Linked DNA regions of Mus musculus: region 1 is linked to region 2. Evidence: chromatin contacts called from public HiChIP or PLAC-seq data. All regions are on one chromosome and are shown on one strand. The core of a region is the stretch at or near the end of the contact, and the rest is flanking DNA. Distances in the headings are between cores, read along the strand shown.

Region 1 (6,812 bases), core at 2,565-5,064, 680 kb after region 2:
CCACTGTTTCATAGGTCTCTCTTAGAAGTGTTAGCACAATAGCTCTTTGTTTCCTTTTGCGTCCAGTTCTTCTCTTATACACAGCATCACATCTGCCATTAAAAGAATATAGTCTCATAGGCAAGTCCTTAAACATTTTCCTTAAGTTTGTCTCAAAATATACATGAAATAATGCATGTATTTTTGCTCTACTGTTACAGGACTCAGATAGGTTGTTTCAGCATGCTCTTGTCAACGTACAGAGAAATAATAACCGTTGTATAAGCAAAGACTTTCTATCCCCTCAGTCTTTGGTCCTTTTACTCTTTCTTTCTTCTGGGATGGAGTGCTATCTCCTATGACAATGTATGTTTAATTAAATTCAATATATCCAGATACTGTGATTTTTTATGTACGATTTTTTAATGTAAGAACTTTCTTGATTCATTTAACTAAACAATTATTCATTTCTCTCAATGTCTAAGTCATTTGACATATAAGAATGAAACATCTTAGTTTTTATGTGCCTTTTGATTGTTCACTATATAAGATGTGTATCTTCATGATCATGATTCTAACATGTTGTATTTAAATAGATAGAAAATAAATCAGCACTCTAAATTGAGCCCCCAAAAATGGAAAGGAAGAAAGAGAAAGATAAATTGTGACAATTTCTCATGAAACAGATTTAAGTTTTCCATTTTCATAAAGCTATGCTACTTTCAAATAGCGCAGGTATCATACCAATGAGTCCTAGTTGTTTATCTATAACTTGGCATTTCCTGCCTAAACCTGGGTTTAGCACATACAACGAAATGTACTGAAATGAAGTTTTGATAATTTACTTTTAAAAAGAAGAAATCCCAAGGGATAATTTCAGTCAAACCTATGGAAAAGACTTTCCTAACAAATATTTTAAGTAATAAAATAGTCAATTTTAGTTTAATTTGTGTCTTATTTTAAAATACACATTGTACAGCTATTAAGTATGAAATAATAGCAGTAATAAAACTGTAAGAGTGATGAGTCATACAGTGAGAAACTGTTGTTGCCAAGAAAACTATTAAGCAGTAAATTATGAATATCACCTGCACAATCTCCTTTAAGACCTATAGAATTCTGAGGTGTATATTTTATACTAACTCCATTCTACATATAGAATATGGTCCATGGACATTTAGAGAAATGGCAGAGCTTGGATGATGAGAAGAGTGAGATTTTTCCTATTAGCTCTTGATGGCAAGTCTGGGAACTTAAAACAGGAATTCAAAACCAATTTGAATGTCTGCTTACTTCACCCCATTAAATCTGTCAAATTATGCTAATAGTAAATTATATCTAAACTAAGACAATGTACTATTTATAACAATGGGAAGGTACCTCTGATCTGTGCTCTTAATGGGCACTCAAATTCCAGGCATTTTTACATAATGTAAAGCTAATCAAAGAAATATTATATATTTGAATATGTAACACCATGTTGCATAATTTTTCAACTATTATACTTCAGTAATTAATAAAGTGAAGCAAAGCACAATTTGAAGGTATAAAGTCTTCTCCATTGAAATCCAGACTTTCTCAATTGAGTACATGTCCTTCAAGGAAGGATCCTAACTAGAGAAAGTACCCAAGGAGCTGAAGGGGTCTGCAACCCTATAGGTGGAACAACAATATGAACTAACCAGTACTCCCAGAGCTCGTGTCTCTAGCTGTGTATATAGCAGAAGTTGGCCTTGTCAGCCATCATTGGTAAGAGAGGCCCCTGGGTCTTGCAAACTCTATATGCCCCAGTACAGGGGAACGACAGGGCCAAGAAGTGGGAGTGGGTGGGTAGGGGAGCAAGGAGGGGGGAGGGTATAGGGAACTTTCAGGATAGCATTTGAAATGTATATAAAGAAAATGATAAAAAAATTAAAAAAGGAATTGAAAAAAGAGAAATGTGTTTTTAAACCTACTTTTACCTAGTCTTGAGCTAGTCAGCTATGTATCAGCAACATTTTCTTTATAATAATAAAAAAATTTTTTTTGCAGCAACTACATAGTATCAAGACTTTCCATCAGGAGCCACCCTGCATACATCTAACTATGGCAATGAGCAAGTCTCAATCCAGAGATTTACAGTTTTTGGTGTTTTCAATAACATTTATTACTAGTGATGTGATCTATGGTCACAGATTTTCAAATTCTTACCGTATCTTTACTGGTGAGAACAATTGATGGAGAGAGGAAGAAGCACTACTAAACAGGGTAGAGGAAGTTGGAGGCTCAGAACCTCACCAACAAGCACAGGAGATAGGTGTGGTTGAATAAAGTGAGAAGAAAACAGAAGTAGTAGAAAGGAAGCAGTTGGAATCAGAATTGTGGAGGTTTTACTATTCTAAGTAGCTTCAACTCCAAAGTACAGTCATCAAAGAGATGACTAGCGTCTATAGCACTCAGAGTTAATAAGTCGTTAGCTAGAGTTCAAAAGTGCTGTATGCATGGACAAAGAGTTCAGGAGATGATCATGGAGAAAAGGAGGTTGAATCAGTTGCCAGAATCTTTTTTCATGACCCTGTGCATTTACAAAGGCTGCTTCTTCTGCCTGGAATATCTTTACAACCACCTATTTGCCTGTCAATGTTCTATGCCTTTTTTTCAAGTACCTGCTCAAATCTCAACCATTCTATGAATCATTGCCTATGAATCATGTCAAATTAATCCTTCCAAACTCTGTGATCCATAGCATTTTATTCTCACCTTGATTATAGCATTTAACATATTGAACTGTATCTATATTTTCAAAATACTTTTCTCCATTGCACTGTGAACTTCTCAATGGTAGCACCACTCTGTATTCTCCAGTAAGTTCTATAACATAAAAAACACAGGCTATATAGCCAGGTCTTAGCCATATGATTATTTTTTAAGAAATAATGAACAAATAAGTAATAGATTCCATGAAAACATATAGGAAGACAATTAATTATTATACAAAGGCCAAAGAGTATGTCACACAAAAAGATTCAATTGTAATAGATATTTAAAAGGGAAAGTTTCAGACTGTGTGAAAACTTTAGGAGTATTTGGCAAAGGGTGAATTGTCTGTTGTACATTAGTGCATTCTGCTAGTTTTTATTCTTTCTGTATAAAATATTAATTATAATAAATACCTATAAGATTGTGATACATTGTTGCTCTATGGCTGTATGATTAAGGAAATATTCTGCATATGCATATATGTGTGTTTTTGGAGAAAAGGTTTGATTTGACTCAGGTTGATCTTGCACTGGCCACACAGCCAAGAATTGAACCTTCGGCCTCCCATCTCCCAAGTGCTAGGGTTGCAGAAGTGTCCCATTGTGCCTAGAAATATATTCTTAACAAGAAAGAACAACATGAAATTATTACTCAATATGGGAGTTTTGTTGCAGAACTATGTACCCAAACCTGAAGAAACATAGAGAACAAATAAAAACTCATTAGGCAGAGGGCTTCCCAGAGGCACTAATAAAGTGGTGGTTCTCTGATAATTCTAAGGTGATAAAGGCAAAGGTCTCTTCAACATGAAGGCCTCAGTGCTGTTGTACTGTGGAGTACCTCCTTCCAAGCTAAAATACTACAAATGTCATTTCCTATACAATAGCAAGCTGATAAAAAGCTTTTGAACTAAAAAGGCTCTATGAGGAAATCTATTTAAGAAAGATAAAATGCAGGTGCTTTAGTGGAAGTCTGAGCCAAATGGAACCATATTTGAAGTAGAAACCACTTAAGAGATTCACTACTCAAGTATGCAGCAATGGATAGGGGAAACGTATTACAGACCATCCAGGTGATTCAGTGGGCATGAGCTTGCTCTGTAGATCTGATAGCCTGAGTTAGATGTCAGGGACACAGAAGGAGGGAGAAGGAAAGAACTGACTGTACATATTAGCCCTCTGACCTCCACATGTGTATCATGGCCCTATCACCCACATTTACACATAAAACACAAGAACAGCAACAATAATAATAACTAGATTTCTCTTAATATGGAAGAGATTTAAAATGGGAAACAAGATTTTAGCCCCCAAGTGATGCCAATTCATTTTAAATTATTTAAAAATTAATTAAATTAATTAATTAATTAAAATAACCTAATTTTATCAACAAATATTTTAAGGAGATATTTCTTGTGGTTGAGAATTAGTGAGGTAGAAAATGAAAGAGACACAAAAGACAAAGATCTGTTAAGAATGTATTACAACGACAAGCTATATCGATGAGTCACGCTAAAATTGTGCAAGAGAAAGCAAAGTCAATAGAGTCAGAGACAGAACTATGAACGGTAGGGAATGCCTTTCATTTACTTGCTTGTTCACTTACATGACAAATGTTTTCAAATATTATTTACCAAGTTCTTGGCTTGGCACAAAGAATTCAAAGTGAACATAATCAATATCCACTCCCAGAACACAGAGATAACTGTAACAATAATTACTATTTAAAATGTAATACTAAAAGTAGACTACTATGTACAACCTCAAAGGTGTAGAGAATGGTGCAGAGATATATACCACCAGCCCTTTAAGTAATCACAGCGTAGAAGTTTACGCTGAAACCTACAGAATAAATGGACAAGCTCCAGTCTGAATCATGCACAGAAAGGAAATTCTGCATAAGGAAAGCTGTGTTTGGTGGGGGTTTTACTGTAGTGAATGACAGAATTGAAAGCTGGGAGAGTGAGGAAATCAAGAATGCAATGGAAGTATGTTATTCAAGAAGTTTGGCTGTTTAAACAGATGGTTTCTTCAGATCAATATGGAATCAAAGCAGAATTTCATTTTTCTTTCTTTCATTGAGTTATAATTTACATACAAGAAAATCACTGATGTCAAGTATACAATTATAATAATTTGAAAAATTGCTCTCTCTTTATAACCATCACTTCATCCGAGGTATGAAATATTTCCACTGCCCCAGACAGTTCCCTCACGTCTCATTCAAGTTAACCTTTTAATGAAATCACTCTTCTGATTTTCATCACTGTAGCTTCATTACGTGTGTTCTAGGATTTTATATTAATGGAAGCAGATACTATTTCTATTCTTTTTTTTTTTTGTCTAACTTCTTCTCTTGAGATATGTTTATTTGTGATGTCTATCAGCAGTTTGCTTCATTTTGGTTCTGACAAGCACAGAAACACCTTGGCTGACAAAGGGAATGCCTAGAGATTATAGCCTTAATGTGAAATGTCACAATCAACATATAGTTAGCATGCCTAGTATATTGAGCACCTTAGATTACCAATGTGTTATAGAATATCAGCATAATAGTCCCTGAAAGCCCGAGGCAGGAGGATGTATTGTTTGTGGTCAGTCTGGCCATTTTAGCAAAGCAAACTCTCAAGTCCTTTGCCCCAGTGAAATCTTGTATACTGTACAGTGTTGCTTTACTCTTTGTAAAATTCTGTGGCTAACTGGGGGGCCTAGGTCCACTCTATCATCACACAGTATGCTAGCGCTTGCTAGCCTGGGGTAAATAAGAATTGAAATGTTCAAGTCTTGTTCCTTCTGAACATCATTTTGTAAGGCAAAAGTGGTTAAATTATCAAGATTAAAGTTGAGAGTCACCTGCATTTTTTCAATTTTTATTATTTTATTTCATTTAAATCCCGGTTGCTGCCCCCACCTCTGTCCCCCCCTCCTACACTTCCTTATCCTATTCCTCCTCCCCCATGCCTCCCAGAAAGTGCTCCCCATCACCACCCAGTGTCCCCCTTTCCTGGAGCCTCAAATATCTTGAAGATCATGCACATCTTCTCCCACTAAGGTCTGACCAAGCAGTCCTCGCTATATCTGAGCCAGGGACTCAAACTGGCTCTTGTATGCTCCTGGTTTTTCGCTCACTCTGTGGGAGTTTCCTGGGTTCTGGGTAAGTTGAGATTGCTGGCCTTCCTATAGGGTTGCTCTCCCCTTCAGCTTCTTTAAACCTCCCTCTAATTCAACCATAGGCTTCTCTGACTTCTGCCCAATGGTTGGGTCTAAGTATCTGCTTCTGCCTCAGGCAGCTGCCGGTGGGGTCTTCCAGAGGCAGCCATGCCAGACTCCTGTCTGTAAGCACACCTTATCATCAGTAATATTGTCAGACCTTAGTGCCTTCCCTTGAGATAGATTCCAGGTTGGCTGGTCATTGATCATCTTTCCTTCAGTCTCTTCTCCATTTTTGTCCCTGCAGTTCTTTTAGACAGGAACAGTTCTGGGTCTCTACTGGATGTAGGCTCTTTGAGTTCCCTCTCCGCAATGCTGGACATTTTAGCTAAGGTCACCCCCATTGAGTCCTGAGAGTCTCTCACTTCCTTGGCCTCTGGTTCTTTCTAGAGGTCCCCCTCACCCCACCCCCATTCTCTTGACCCTTTGGGCTTCTTTCCTGCCGCCTACAATCTGATTCTGTTCCCCCTTTCCCCTCCCCTTCCCCTCTACCACTCAGGTCCCTCCCTCCCTCTGCCTCCCATGATTATTTTCTTCCCCCTTCTAAGTGGATTTGAAACATCTTCAATTGGGCCTTTCTACCTTTTACACTTCTTATAGTCTGTATGTTGTATCCCAGGTATTCTGTACTTTTTGGCTAATATCCACTAATCAGTGAGTACATACCATGCATGTCTTTTTGGGTCTGAGTTTCCTCACTCTGGATAATATTTTCTAGTTCCATCCACTTGCCTGCAAAATTCATGTCACTGTTTATAATAACTGAATAGTATTTCACTGTGTAAAGGAACCAAATTTTGTGTATCCATTCTTTAATTGAGGGACATCTGAGTTGTTTCCAGCTTCTGGCTATTACAAATAAGGCTGTTATGAACATGATAGCAC
Region 2 (6,536 bases), core at 2,605-5,104:
CTCAATGGTTCTTGGCTCTAGGGTGATGCCATTATGTGTGAGTCTCTCTAGGGCTGTTGGTACCCGGGAGTTTTTGGGTGCTAGTGGATCTAGCTTTGCTACACATAGGACACATGGCCATATCAAAGAGATGTGCCCAGAGAAATCAATGAGTTTCCATGAAGACCACTTCCCCCCTTTTCTCCCTCCTCCTTTTAACTGCCTGGCTTCTGAAGTGGCTCCCTAGCTTATAGAAGTTAAACATTTCAACTCTCAAATATGAGGCTCTCCCTTAGATTTTTTTTTCCTCAAGGTTCTCAAGCAAAATTGCCAGTGCCACAATGTTATGATGGAAGGATGCTGAAATGACAGGCCTAGTAGACGCTTGTCTTAATCATCGGCTTCTTAATTTAGTTTTAGAGCTCTATGTGTGTGTGTGTATACCCACTCCATGCACATATGCGCGCCCTCGATGACGTTAGGGGTGCGTGCATGAGCCTGCTGAGAGCAGCCTCTGACAACCTGCAGCTCCCTAATGAGTGACGAGGCAGGGCTGCCTAGGAAAAGTCACACTTCCCTGGTGTGAAGACCTCTTACTGGGAAGTTTAGTTCACTACTGTTCTCGCAAACCTAATCGTATAACCTGTAACCAAAACCCACAGAACAAGGATACAACACGCTAAAGAGTAACTTCTAATCACTAAATGTTAGCACCATTACCTGCTGTTAGGAAGAGATTATAGACAAGTTGGCTCTAGGGAAGGCAGACTTCATTTGTTACAGAACCACTGAAATACCTGGATGTCTCAGCATGGGATCTACTGACTCCCACATGTCAAGAGGTCACAAACCGTCCTGTGCATTTGTAAGAAGAGAACTTTAGCTTGAGTTTGTCTCTGCTCCCAGGGGAAAGATGGAAGTTGATAAATATGGCCCACCCTTGTTACTAGAAAGTAAAGATGGCCCAAAACAAAACAAAACAATGTACCCAAGAAAGAAAATGCAACATCCATCCACCCTCAAAGATGGAATAAAAATAAGCTGCCCCCTGCTCGAATGAAGTGCGCTGTGTAAGCTTGGAGATTAATTTTAAAATTGACAAGGAATAATCTACACTTCTCCAGCAACTCTTCTGCTGAAATTGCTCGCTCTACAATTCTTGTCCTTTTTTTTTTTTGAGTGAGTAGGTAGTGGATGAGAGCTGAGGTCTACGAGGTCACCACTATGTAAACTAACAGATCACATTTACTCTGGTGTGCTCTTCTATTCATTACTTTCCTAAGACTACACATTTGCAAATTTATATGTGTGAGGTTAAATTGATTAGGAGGGAAAATTATACTGGTGGGGGGATTTGTTTCCGGTCTGAGACCACTGGCTGCCTGCCCTCTGTCTTCTGAAGGTAATCACAGCGACTAGGAGGCTGAAAACAGGGCTTTATGTGCAGAGGGAAGAGGCCCTCGGTGGACGTGGGCAGGACTTCAAATCCAATTTGCACCCAAATTGGTTGGTAGGATATACAAAGCCTCATCCAGAGACTTTCAACTTCACAATACTTTGTCCAGGAACTCCTTCCCCCTCTGCTTCAGCTAGCAGCAGATCTAAAAAGAAACCATTGCTTACACAAATATAAGCCTCTGAGTAAACAGTGCATGTTTTGTTGAACAAGCCTGATATACATATGTGTGTGCATTCTGATATATAGCCCCATCTCACCATAAAGAACAAGTAAAATTATTTAAAGGGATTCAAACTTGCTTTTTCGGGAATTGCAAATAACCTTTGCATCAGGAAACTAGTTTTAATATTATTTCAAACTATATGCTATGTTTTTACGATCAATCATCCTGCTTTGAGAGACTCGCATTCACGTAACCTTAAAATAACACAGCACACCCTTAATCTGCATGCAAAACAATTTTCAAGCCGCCATAAGCCTTGACATATAAAATCAGAGTATTGCAGCTCTCACTGTACAAAACCCAGTTTTTGCTCCTTGAAAGTAAACAGAAGAAAAAAAAAAAACCTTACTTTGCCTGCTAATTTCTTCCACGGGGTAACAAAACAATACACACTTAGCTTTAACCTAAGAAGCACCTCAAAACATTAAAAATTCATCAGTCAGAGCTGGTGTTGTATTCAAGGAACAACTCCTCCAGTTCACTGCTGAGCTCAGATTTGAATAAAATGTCCAATGTTAACAAACAATACCCACGTTTGGCACTTTGTGTATTAAATTGATCAAACAGATTTTAGGAGACACAATGCACAATTTGTACAGACCTGATTGAGTTAATATAATATCAGCAAATTTTACATCGAAATGATTCTGTTTCTTTTCTTTGTGTTTAAAACCAGCACAGATTACAAATTTTAATGATCTGAAAATGTTTGGTATACAAAATCATGCTTATTTCAGTATTAGCAAAAACACAAGAAATTTTTCAACACAAACACCCAGCTGTGTCTATTTTAAAAGCAGTTCAATGACAGCTTGCACTTATGAGCATGCAATCAGCTAATTTCGCTTTTTTTTCTTCTGTGTTAATCAACACTTTCCTTCCTGCATATCAGAGTACAAATAGTATAGTTACTCCACATCAGTAAATGTTTACGTAACCTGTCCTTTCCCAAGAATCCGGTTACACCGAATCATTTCACGCTAGACCGACTACGAAAACGTACCGGGCCGTCCACCTCTGAGGGAGCCCCGGGAGCCATTATAAGCGGTGGTGAGAAGGGGGGCTGGGGGATGGGGAGGAGTAGGTGGAGGAGTGAAGGGGAGAGGAAAGGAGGGAGGGAGAAGGGGTGGGTTAGTGAAAGGGGAAGAAGGGAGAGGGGAGGAGGAAGGAAGGCAAGCGCATTGAGGAACCACCAGGGAAAATGGGCCTGAGGAGGAGAAAAGAGTGGGAAGGGAAATGAACAAGACAACCCAGGCTCACAGATCTCTCTAGCTAGGTTGGCAAAGCTCATCACGTCGCCAGGCTCCGTGAGAAACCCCAAGCCTAGAAATCAACCTTTGGCACCAATGTGTTTTGCAAAGCTGATTGCTAGAACCCTGGCCTTTTCCGTCATGCATAGCTTGTTTTAAAGTCAGCGGATATGTAGGAAGAGATCCAAGCAGTGGAAGGATATTTGGGGACAAATAATCAAAGATCTCTTACAACACTCCAATAGATATAAAATTTGCTAGCTATTTGTAATTGTGGATAATTTTCGCTAGCGTTTCCCTCTCTTTCCCTCCCCTCTTTCTGCGCCCCATTTCAAATTTGGGGGGTGAGAACATCAGAATAACTCCCTATTATTTTGAGTATTGCATGTTTCTGGTAGATTTTAGTACCACACATAGGCCCTGTTTTTTCTCCTTCCTTTTTTTTTTTTATATCAAGACTGAGAGATCATTTAGCTAAGAGCTCATCAAAATGAATGCTGGCATGGGTAGAGTATTTTACCTTAAAGAGGAGGGGAAAGATACTCGTGACCTATGTGTCTCCACCTCCCTCTCCTCTCTGGCTACGGCCTCTGCTTACAACGTGGCGCGCTTTGAGCCAGTGAGGATTTGTGATCTGTGTGCTCCGCACTAAATTCCAATCCCTGGGAAATGCTGGGCCTTGGCCCTGGCCCTGGCCGCGATCTTTTTAAAGGCCTTGAATTACAAGCTACCCACTCGTTTCAACCTCCCCACCAAACCATCCCCCAAACCCCAGAAGCTAGGACTGTCAAATCCACCTTCCTTGGGCTCCCCAGAGCATTCCAGCAGCATCCAAGAAGGGTAAGAGCTGATTTCGCCCTACTGGTGTTTCAAGATTGAGGTTTTAAAGAGATAAAGTATTTGTGAAATGGGAAAAAGGAGCAAACATAGGATTTAAAAAAAAAAAAAACGGAAGTAGACGCCCACTCATATTTTCTTCAATGTCAAGCAAAATGAAAATATTTCCAGGATGATCGATCGCGGCTACCGGCTTCCAGTACTGCCTAGAAGCTGAAGAGGAGGTGGAGTGCCCGAGGAGACAACTGCCACCGGGTCACCCGCGCGTGAGCGCGACTCTGGGAGTGAAGCGAGACGGAGGGAGAACACACGTGTTACCTGCTTTATTTCGGGACTGTTTGGGTCTGTGCTCGCCCGGGGCAGCTCTCCGCCCGCCCGCCCGCGTGCGTGGAAGGCCTCCACAGAACGCACCCACCGCTCAGCCGCCCCCGCTCGCCGCCCTCAGCCCAGCTTCACAGCCGAGCTCGCCGCGGGCCGCAGGAAGCTGTAAGTACCGGCCTGGCCGTGGCCGCCCCCGCCCCACCTTCCAGGCCCCGTTCCCCCGATGCCCGGCTCTCCGGAGCTTGCTGGCCCGCTCGCTCCCAGGGCGCTGCCGGGGCCGCCGCGTCCCCAGGGTTCACGCCCTCTCCCGCACCCTCGCAGCTCGCCCCTCCGCCGCGCCCCCCGCCCCGCTCTTCCAGACAAAATTGGATACAAACTTTAATCAATAAGGATAAATATTGACGCGCAAAGGAAAATAATCCCATACAGGGAGGAGGCCACAGTCGAGCGGCCGCGGCCCGGGGCGCACGCCCCACGCTAATCCTGGCCGGGTGGGCGATCTCCCGCCGGTCCCCGCGGCTCCAGGCCTGGGCCCCGCCACCCGGAGGGGGCGGTGAGCGGGGGGCGGGGCCGGGGCGGGGCGGGGATGGGCGGGCCCTGGGCCCCCGATTGGTCGACGGCTAGCCAGACGCTCCTGCACGCCGGCGGCACTGATTGGTTCGGCAGTAGGAAAGGTTAAACCAAAAATTTTTTTACAGCCCTAGTGTGCGCCTGTAGCTCGGAAAATTAATTGTGGCTATAGCTGCCTCGATCGCTGTCTCCTAGCCTCGCTGCGGCCGCTCCGGGACGCGCCCGCCCGCCGCCCGGCTCTCCCCCCCTTCGGGCTGCCGCTGCTGCTGCTGTGACTGCTGCGGCGCGAGGAGGAGGAGGCAGCGGGGGAGGGGGAGGCCGGGCGCGGAACGGAGCGGGGCGCTGCACCCCGGGCGACGGGTTGCTTCTGCCTCTAGCCTCCCTCTCTCTCTCTCTCTCTCTCTCTCTCTCTCTCTCTCTCTCTCTCTCTCTCTCTCTCTATCTCCTCTCCCTCTCTCTCTCTCTCTCCCTCTCTCTTTCTCTCTCTAATTCTTGAGGGGTGGTTGCAGCTTTTGCTACATGCCTTGCCAGCGCCGGAGCCTGCGGTCCAACTGCGCTGCTGCCGGAGCGCTCAGTGCCGCCTCCGCTGCCCGCTCCCCCCGCGCCCCACTCCGAACCCGCTGGTCGCCCGCCGCGCTGCTGCCCGGCTCCCGTGCCGCCGCCGCCGCCGCCGCCGCCCCCCGACGCCTGGGTGATGCTGGACATGGGAGATAGGAAAGAGGTGAAAATGATTCCCAAGTCCTCGTTCAGCATCAACAGCCTGGTCCCCGAGGCCGTCCAGAACGACAACCACCACGCGAGCCACGGCCACCACAACAGCCACCACCCCCAGCATCACCATCATCATCACCACCACCACCACCCGCCGCCGCCCGCGCCCCAGCCGCCTCCACCGCCGCCCCAGCAGCAGCAGCAGCAGCCGCCCCCGGCCCCGCAGCCCCCGCAGGCGCGCGGCGCCCCAGCAGCCGACGACGACAAGGGTCCCCAGCCGCTCCTGCTCCCGCCCTCCACCGCCCTGGACGGGGCCAAGGCTGACGCACTTGGAGCCAAAGGCGAGCCGGGCGGCGGGCCGGCGGAGCTGGCGCCCGTCGGGCCGGACGAGAAGGAGAAGGGCGCGGGCGCCGGGGGGGAGGAGAAGAAAGGGGCGGGCGAGGGCGGCAAGGACGGGGAGGGGGGCAAGGAGGGCGACAAGAAGAACGGCAAGTACGAGAAGCCGCCGTTCAGCTACAACGCGCTCATCATGATGGCCATCAGGCAGAGTCCCGAGAAGCGCCTGACGCTCAATGGCATCTATGAGTTCATCATGAAGAACTTCCCCTACTACCGCGAGAACAAGCAGGGCTGGCAGAACTCCATCCGCCACAACCTGTCCCTCAACAAGTGCTTCGTGAAGGTACCGCGCCACTACGACGACCCGGGCAAGGGCAACTACTGGATGCTCGACCCGTCGAGCGACGACGTGTTCATCGGCGGCACGACCGGCAAGCTGCGGCGCCGCTCCACCACGTCTCGGGCCAAGCTGGCCTTTAAGCGCGGGGCGCGCCTCACCTCCACCGGCCTCACCTTCATGGACCGCGCCGGCTCCCTCTACTGGCCCATGTCGCCCTTCCTGTCCCTGCACCACCCCCGCGCCAGCAGCACTTTGAGTTACAACGGGACCACGTCGGCCTACCCCAGCCACCCCATGCCCTACAGCTCCGTGTTGACTCAAAACTCGCTGGGCAACAACCACTCCTTCTCCACCGCCAACGGGCTGAGTGTGGACCGGCTGGTCAACGGGGAGATCCCGTACGCCACGCACCACCTCACGGCCGCTGCGCTCGCCGCCTCGGTGCCCTGCGGCCTGTCGGTGCCCTGCTCCGGGACCTACTCCCTCAACCCCTGCTCCGTCAACCTG

The links. HiChIP or PLAC-seq counts read pairs in DNA pulled down with a chosen protein or histone mark.
Region 1: a FOXA1 HiChIP or PLAC-seq map of pancreatic cancer cells shows a contact between it and region 2, with 6 times the contacts expected there. The contact joins the enhancer-like site here to the promoter of Foxg1 in region 2. A contact is called at or near these places in 5 of 39 promoter capture datasets (the 3T3-L1 cell line, embryonic stem cells, hippocampal neurons and 1 more), 12 of 115 datasets of contacts at active chromatin or transcription factors (the NIH/3T3 cell line, SST interneurons, astrocytes and 9 more) and 2 of 9 other capture datasets (adipose tissue and pancreatic islet).

What each region holds. Positions count from the first base shown.
Region 1 is chr12:50,062,352-50,069,163 of GRCm38.p6, forward strand. The region is part of intron 2 of Gm40419 (a long non-coding RNA gene); the gene reads right to left. Among named protein-coding and RNA genes, the nearest start is that of Gm40418, 55 kb to the right of the region's middle. Within about 2 kb of position 3,815, at least 6 of the 459 cell types and tissues checked have an H3K27ac peak or open chromatin away from gene starts, as enhancers often do. A contact at or near this core is called in pancreatic cancer cells, where this site is marked.
Region 2 is chr12:49,379,153-49,385,688 of GRCm38.p6, forward strand. It overlaps Foxg1 (forkhead box G1), which reads left to right and starts at 3,855. Exons shown (of 2, transcript NM_008241.2): 1 at 3,855-4,234; 2 at 5,149-6,536. The coding sequence starts at 5,334. It overlaps Gm34304 (predicted gene, 34304), which reads right to left and starts at 2,676. Exons shown (of 2, transcript NR_168648.1): 1 at 2,665-2,676.